2 separate regions of the Rattus norvegicus genome follow, and region 1 is linked to region 2. Evidence: chromatin contacts called from public Hi-C data. All regions are on one chromosome and are shown on one strand. Each heading gives the region's core, a stretch centred on a gene start, on an enhancer-like site or on the middle of the called end of the contact. The rest is flanking DNA. Distances are from core to core; before and after follow the strand shown.

Evidence for each region. A called contact is a pair of places that touch in the nucleus more often than the background predicts.
Region 1: a contact with region 2 is called in a Hi-C map of liver, with 2.0 times the contacts expected there. The contact joins the enhancer-like site here to the promoter of Pon1 in region 2. A contact is called at or near these places in 4 of 12 Hi-C or Micro-C datasets (hepatocytes, kidney and liver).

Annotation. Positions count from the first base shown.
Region 1 is chr4:34,329,638-34,333,689 of GRCr8, forward strand. It overlaps Pon3 (paraoxonase 3), which reads right to left. Exons shown (of 9, transcript NM_001004086.1): 5 at 3,234-3,360. Among named protein-coding and RNA genes, the nearest start is that of Pon3, 19 kb to the right of the region's middle. Within about 2 kb of position 1,649, at least 1 of the 93 cell types and tissues checked has an H3K27ac peak or open chromatin away from gene starts, as enhancers often do. A contact at or near this core is called in liver, where this site is marked.
Region 2 is chr4:34,285,798-34,289,377 of GRCr8, forward strand. Pon1 (paraoxonase 1) reads right to left here and starts at 2,063. Exons shown (of 9, transcript NM_032077.1): 1 at 1,978-2,063. The coding sequence starts at 2,051.

The sequences.
Region 1 (4,052 bases), core at 399-2,898, 43 kb after region 2:
AAAGCTCTTAATATCTACCTAGATCAACATGTTCGTCTGTTTTAAATGGTAGAGATCAATTAACTAATCCCATAAAATATTCAGATTTTACTTCCACATATTTTCTTTTGTCTATGATTTTAAGTAAAAAGTGAATATGTATATTAACAAAATCTAGACTTGTAGATGTCAATGATAGTTTTCTGTGACACATACAATATCTTTATTTTAGATCCTCTAGAGTTAGGCTTAATTTTAAAAGCAAAGCACTGTCATATGGCTTGATTTTACCGAAAAAAGATGTGGTTTCTTTTGTTTGTGGATATTTGTGTGCCTATTCATGTATGTGTCTGGGGAGAGCAGGTAAGAGTTCAAGTTCAAGTGTAGTTCCTCAAGTCCCATCTACCTTGATTCTTGAGGTTTCTTACTGGCCTGGAACTTCCCGTGTAGGCTAGGGTGGTTGACCCATAAGCCCCAAGGATTGACCTATCTCTCTCTCCCTGTCACTGAGATTACAAGCACATGCTACTATGCCTAGCCATTCTTTTGTAATTGAGTTCTGAGGGTTAAACCTGAGTCCTCATGCTTGTGAGATAAGAAGTTTACTGACTGAGCCATCTCCCCAGGCCCTGGGTTTGGTTTCTTAATGAAAGAGCTGGAGAACCAATGAGTGGTCCATTGTATTTTCATAACCACCATTTTTTCCCTGAGGGTACACTGTTCTGTCCTCCTAGGACCCTAAGCGACACTAGGTCCCTTGATTGCCATGTGCAACTTGAGTAAGATAATGAAAGAAAACCACACAGCTTTGAGCCATGGGCATTCCTTCCTGTCTTTATCTCTTAACCAAGTCTATCTGGGCATTTACATTTTCTCTTTCTTTTAAGAAAGCTTCGAGTCTATAATACAACCAATGTCATTTTAGAGAAGAGAGTATGGAAATGTGAAAAAGTTAAAAGAAAGATGGAAAATTTTTATTTATCATTTATCTCTGTATGTGTTTGCATGCACATGCGAGCGTGTGAGCGTGCAAGCGTGCAAGCGTGTATGCATGTGCACATTCATTAGCTCTCCAAGACATCCACAATAGTGCATGTGCAGAGGTCAAAGGACAACTTGCAGGAGCCTGTTCTCTTTCTTCTACCATGTATGTCCCAGAGATCAAGCACAGGTTGTCAGGCTTGCTGGCAAGCATCTATACCTACTAAGCCATCTCATGAACCCAGAGGGTTTTCTGTTGTTTGTTTGTTTTGTTTTTTTTAAACAAATACTATTTTAGGAAAGGAAACTTTGGATGAAAATCAGAAATCATTCTGCAGTTTTGTACAGCTTTCCACGTTGCTAGCCTATCCATCCTTCGTGACTTGGCCTGAGTACCTCTCTGCCAAAAGACTTTGAGTGACATCATAAATTGCATTCAAGTCTTGCCTGGCACTCTGTACTAAGTTGCCTCACAGTTTCCTCCTGTGAGGCTGAGTTTTGCCCTTTGTATTTATTGCCCATTGTGTGTGTTACTCCTCTCAAACTCCTTATATCCTGCAGTCTCACTGGCCTCTTCCTACTGTCAAGTAGGCTCAAATTCAACCAGTCTGGGGAGGGCTCCCACAGATGCCACTTCACAAAAGGTCACAGCTATGACCTCTTGCCTTCCACTGTCAAAGCACAGAATAGCATGGGCTTACCTCTCACATGTACGAGTGGGTAGGGCAAGAGTGAGAAGGTCCTTGGCGCACCTTTGACTAAGGAGAACTGAGGTCACAGGATAAACTTCTCTTTTCTTATCATGGTCAGATTATTATGAAACAAGGCTGTTGTTGCATTTTCGAGGTAACCTCTGATTTTAATCTGTGTCAACTGCACTTGGTAATGAGTGACTTGACCAGGCATCTCTACCCCTTCTTCACGTATGTTTCCTGTGTCTGTTATAATAAGCTACCATCAACTGTAGGGATTAAACAACAGAAGCTATTCGAACATGGTTCAACAGAGTCGGAGAGTTAGCAGAGCCATAATCCCACTGAAGTTTCTGTGGAAAAACTCTTGTTTGTGGCTTTTCCACATTCAGGAAACTCCCCCTGACCTATTGATCTTTCACTCCAGAGTTGGGCCAGTATTTGCCTTTGTATGTCTCTCTTCTGCACGCATCTGCCTTCTAACTGGATTACAGATCTGTCTTAGTCTACTAAGTCTGCATCTTTAATTGACCATTTCCAAGCAAGGTGGCATTCTGAAATATGTGTGGAAGAAATTCAAGCATACACTTAATATAAAATTTTAGAAAAGTGAAATTTGGATGACTTGGGGATTATTTTGCATTTTGTAGGACACCGTTCAACTCCCAACAATCCCCTTTCTTTCTTTTCCCTCCCTTTCCCTAGAAATCCTGTGAGGTTCGAATCCACTGTGGCTGCAGAACCTCCTGATGTGCTTACTTCATAAGAGAGAGAGAGAGAGAGAGAGAGAGAGAGGGAGAGAGAGGGAGAGAGAGAGATCTTACCGTTTAAACCCTGAAATTGGCTATCTACTAAAGAATATTAATTTTCCAAATTTAATAAGAATGATGCCTATCACTGCAAATTAAGAGTTCAGCTTTGTCAGACTGGAGCTTACGTGATGACTACGTCAATCACAAACTGACTCAGGCAACCTGCCTGGCCCACAACTTCTATGAGACTCGGTTTACTTATGCTCGTTACTAAATGCCGTGTGACCGTTCAGTTAAACAAAGTATTTTTCCCCTAGCACTTGGCACACAATCGACACACTTAAGGTAATTTTTATAAGTTCCCACAGGTTGTTTTCATTTATTTAATTTTTTATCAAATTCTTCTTTAAAGAATTGGATACAAAGAAATAACTCATCTGGAGGTTGATTATAATACCCAGTGGGTAAGACTCAGAGAACACAACCCACCACTATGATTGGCAGAGGGAGTAGGTGTTTAAAGAGAGCACAGTATTGAGTTGCTGTGGCAAAGAGGTTGGAATTGGAGCTGGGAATCTAATTGAGCACCTTTATGGGATTAAAGAGCTTTCAAAAAGTGGGAAAATATAGAGACATTCAATACTGAACACAGCAATTTCTACTGAGGTGCTGGGCAGTCCCACCATGGGAGGCTTTAGAAAGCTTTAGAGAGAAAAAAAGAATTGCTTGCGAAACAAAAGCTGACGAATGCCTGCTGAACCAAAGAAAGCGGAGGTGCACAGCGGAGGTGCAGGGTAAACAGAAGCACGCCTGGCTTTAACCCCAATACCTCTCGAAAAGCTCATGTTTTATGGTTTTCAGGTGGACGAGAGAACGCGGTTGTTCTTCAAACTTAAATATCTCCACCGTGGAGTCCATGTGGGGGTGATTCACAGCATAAAGATACACAGTGTTGTCTAAATGGGAGAGGGAGGGAGAGATATGATTTCAGAGAAAGATATAATTTTCTCAGAGAAGTTTGAGTGAGCTTCTTGTAACCATTATTAGATGTCTTTAAAAAAAACCTGATTGTCTCCCAAGGCTTTGGTTTTGTCTTGGATGGGATCTTGCTATGCTCTCCGGCTTAAGTTGAACTTCAAGGCTCCACTCATGGAGTATTGGAACGATAGAGGCAGGCACTACTGGGCGATAGTTGCTTTTATGAACTGCCAGTTAGGTCCTTAACGCCAATGCTAGATGCTTCTGGTTTTTTGAAGAAATTAAACCTCCAATAGGGGGTGACCCAGCAATTTTATCAAACACAGCAATTTTACCAAGCAACAGTGCATAGCATGTGTGTTTGTGCAGTGGTTTCTACAGCTTCACTAACACACCCTCTCTAAAGAGAAGAGGCAGAAATGTAGTGGTAGGCAAGCATGTATGTGGTTCCCCTGGATGGCTTGTCACCCAGGGAGTAATCACTTCTGAGACATTTTGGGGGTGTGTCACAAAGGTCTACATTTCGACCAAAGTTCAAGAAAACTCGGGGTATGGGAATGCTTTAAGGGAAGCTGTTCCTCAGCCGTACAATGAACTTCTAACGCAAGCCAAATACCTGAGTTGAGTAACAACATTTACAGACCTGTAAAGTAAACACACTAACATGAAC
Region 2 (3,580 bases), core at 813-3,312:
TTCTCAAAGGCACAGAATGAAACTGCACAGACTCTGTGACCGTCTTTCAACTCCTAATGTGTAGACCACGCCCCTGCTTGCAGACAGTCTATTCCCACAGAAGGCTGAAGGTGGCTGTATCTATTCTGAGGGCAGAGCTTCCCTTGATGCCAAGATACATCACAGTTATATCTTTTTCTTTCCTGGGCAGATTCATAACCTTCTGGAGTTTTGTGTGTCTTTTCTCCAAAATGGGGGTTGGTCATTATTCACCCACCATGCTCCTGCCTCTGGTTCCAACATGGGAGAGGACAGGGGTTGAGTATACTATCCAGAAAAGCATAAAAATATCCCGGGGTTGGGACCTAGTTATACTGATCTGATTCAGACATGTGAAGCGGGGCCTAAGACAGCATATCCAGGGAGGTATTGGGCCCCCCTCTGGCCCATGGATCCTCTTGCATGTTGAGCCTTTAAGGCTTCTAGAAAGTTGGTATCGTTTCCCTTCCTTCTGTCTGTTATCCCCTGGGGTTCTGCACACATTCCCAATTTGTAATTTAAGTGATTCTTAAAAATGTAAAAGCCCAAAATTTGATAAGGTAAAAACCCAAATCCGGCTGTAGACATAGATCCGTGGTAAGATGCTTACTACATGGGCATAAAGACCTGTGTTCTCATCCCTGGCACCCATATAAAAACCAGGACACAGCAGTGTACACCTGTAATTCCAGCATTGGAAAGCAGACAAAGGCAGCTTTCGAGGGCTCTTTACTAGACGATCAAGGCAGTCAGGAAGCTCCAGTCTCAGTGATAGAGAGACCCTGCCTCAAAAATGAGGTAGAGAGTGACGGAGGAAGATTCCCAAGACTCCAGGTCCACACATGGACAGGTGCAGCTATGCAGCTATCCATACACATAAGCATATAACACACACACACACACACACACACACACACAAACACACACACAATTTTTCAAGCTCAAATACTTTTCTAATATTATGTGATTTAAGAAATAATAATTTATATAACCCAACTCTGTGCGGAAGATTCTAATTAGTTTATAAGATCATATAATGGTTTATTTCCTAATAGTCCATGTTCGTTAATTTTTTACTTCAGAGTAAATAACAGAGTAAATAACACAATAGTATTGACTAAGCCTTTTACAGGAGAATGGTGTATAAACTTTGAACCCTCATAAAGGATTATCATGAAACTTCTTATACATTTTTAGCCTCCTACCCATTAGCACTCTGGTGGGTTACTAAGTCCTTTTGAGGGAAACAGGAACTAATACCACTGAATAGTTACTGCCTTCCAGGTTTCTTGTTAGTGGTGTTCTATATATGGTACCATAGATGGTTTATTGGAGCAATTAGTGGTTAGATCTCTAAGTGTGACCAAGACACCTTGATTAAAGCCAGACCAGTTGTGGCGTTCATGATGCCCCTATTACCTCAGCCCAGCACCCACTGGAGCATGTGGAGCACCCCAGGGAGCAGTTGCTCCTAGTGGGCTAGTTACAAGTAGGCTTTCTGTCTATTTCCCTAGTGGAGCCTCAGATTGAGATTCTCCAAGCCAGGAAGGTTTACTATATTCAGGGAACTCTTTTTCACTAATGTATTGCAAACTAACTCCATCCTCAAACACACACACACACACACACACACACACACACACACACACACACACACACACCAGTCTGCTATTTGGAATTTCTTTTTCAAGCCAGGTTAAAACGTGACTACAGCACATGGACCTTGCTGACATATCATTTGTGTATCCTGACCTTCCCCAGCTCTCAGACACAGGGCAGGTTTTTAAGAAGCACAGGGAAGACTGACAACATCTACGAACCACTCTTAGGTGTGCGTCCTACCCAGGGCCTATAGATTTTCCTGTTAAGAGCCAGGAGGGCATGGATATGCTCCTGGACTTTGGAGGGTAGGAAGCACGTGGCTGCAGCCCTCACCCCAACCATCCCAACACAACTTACTGATAGGAAGACCGATGGTTCTTGTAAAGTGCCAACACCAGTCCCACGAGGGTGAGCCCTAGCAGTTTCGCCATGTCCTGAGACAAATGGACAGACTGAAGGATGGACAAGTGGAGGGACGCTGGTCAGTCCTGAAACCTGCAGCCTGGTGGCTCTGACAACTCCGGATTGGCTGGCCTGAGCCTGTCTGAGGCCCGCCCCCCCTGGGTGCCACAGCTCCAATTCAGCCAGAGTTCTTTAGCTGCAAGCTGCCAGCTAGGTTCATTTCCCTTATCCACCCAACCCATCCCCCAATTTTAAGGGGAGAAAAGGCAGAACAGGTGCCTAAACTGGTCTGGAAGGGATTAAGCAAGCAGGAGGAAACTGAGAGCTGTGGGGAAAATATGTGCCAGGAAATAAATAAAATAAAACAGTTCTAATCCTTGTGGCTAAGAGGGTTTCAGAACTTCACCATGCTAACAGCAAATTAAGAGCACAGAAAAGAGGACCGTGGTCAGAAGCCCTAAGGTCCAGACTGTCCTTACAAGGAGACCCAGATGGTGCTGCCTCGAAACACCATCATTTCAGAGTATCACTTTCTCCCAATGCCTCTTCTGAGTTTCCAGCTCCGCAAGACACAATATTCCATCCTTCAGCATCTCCCTTATGTGGCTGATGCTTATTGAGTGCCAACTATATTCCAGGCACTCTTCTAGATGTTAAGAAGTGACAAGTCTCCACGGAGCTTACATCAAGTGAGTGGGGTCAAAGAAATTCTCACAGCTGAGGCCACTGTGGTGACGCTGAACGCAAGGGTACTTGCTGTCAAGCCTGCCAAGCTCAACTCCATGCCTGAGACTCATGTGGTGGAAGAAGGCTGGACTTCCGCAGCTTGTCTTCTGGTAACTGAGCGCGCGCACGCACACACACACACACACACACACACACACACACACACACACACACACGAGAGAGAGAGAGAGAGACAGAGAAACAGAGAGAGAGAGAGAGAGAGAGAGAGAGAGAGAGAGAGAGTCAGAGACACAGAGAGATGGACACAGAGAGACAGAGAGAGAAAGAGGATAAAGAGATGGACCGAAAGATAAGAAGTAGCACTTACAATGCTGTGAATAGATATTTGTACTGAAGATATGGACATGGGTCACAGAGGAAAATAAAGAAGGAAAAGATGAGAGTGATTCTTGGGCAAGGTAAGAGTAGTAAGGGGAGGCCCAATGGAAGGAGGAGCGCATTCAGGGGCTTCAGTGCGCTTCCTGCCTCCATTTGGGAGTTGTTTCATTCAACTCCCATCCCTGCCCCTTTCCTCTGCATCTCCTTTCCTCTCAAGTCATTTGGTCCCAATCACATTTTCTCTGCTCTGCAACATGCACCCCTTTCTCCTTTCTAGAATATTTCCGTCAGATACCAATGTGTTTTAGTTCTCCAGGAGAGCGTTTGACTTCATAACCTAAGTATTGCCCCGTGTTTCTGTTTCCCTGGGAATGCTGACTCTTAAAGTGAGCTTCTGTGTAATAAGCTGCACCATCCTTCAGGAGGGGCCACAAGAAAGGCAGCAACCTTAGAGAAGATGCGCAGTAATCGTTTGCCTTCTTGCCATATCTGC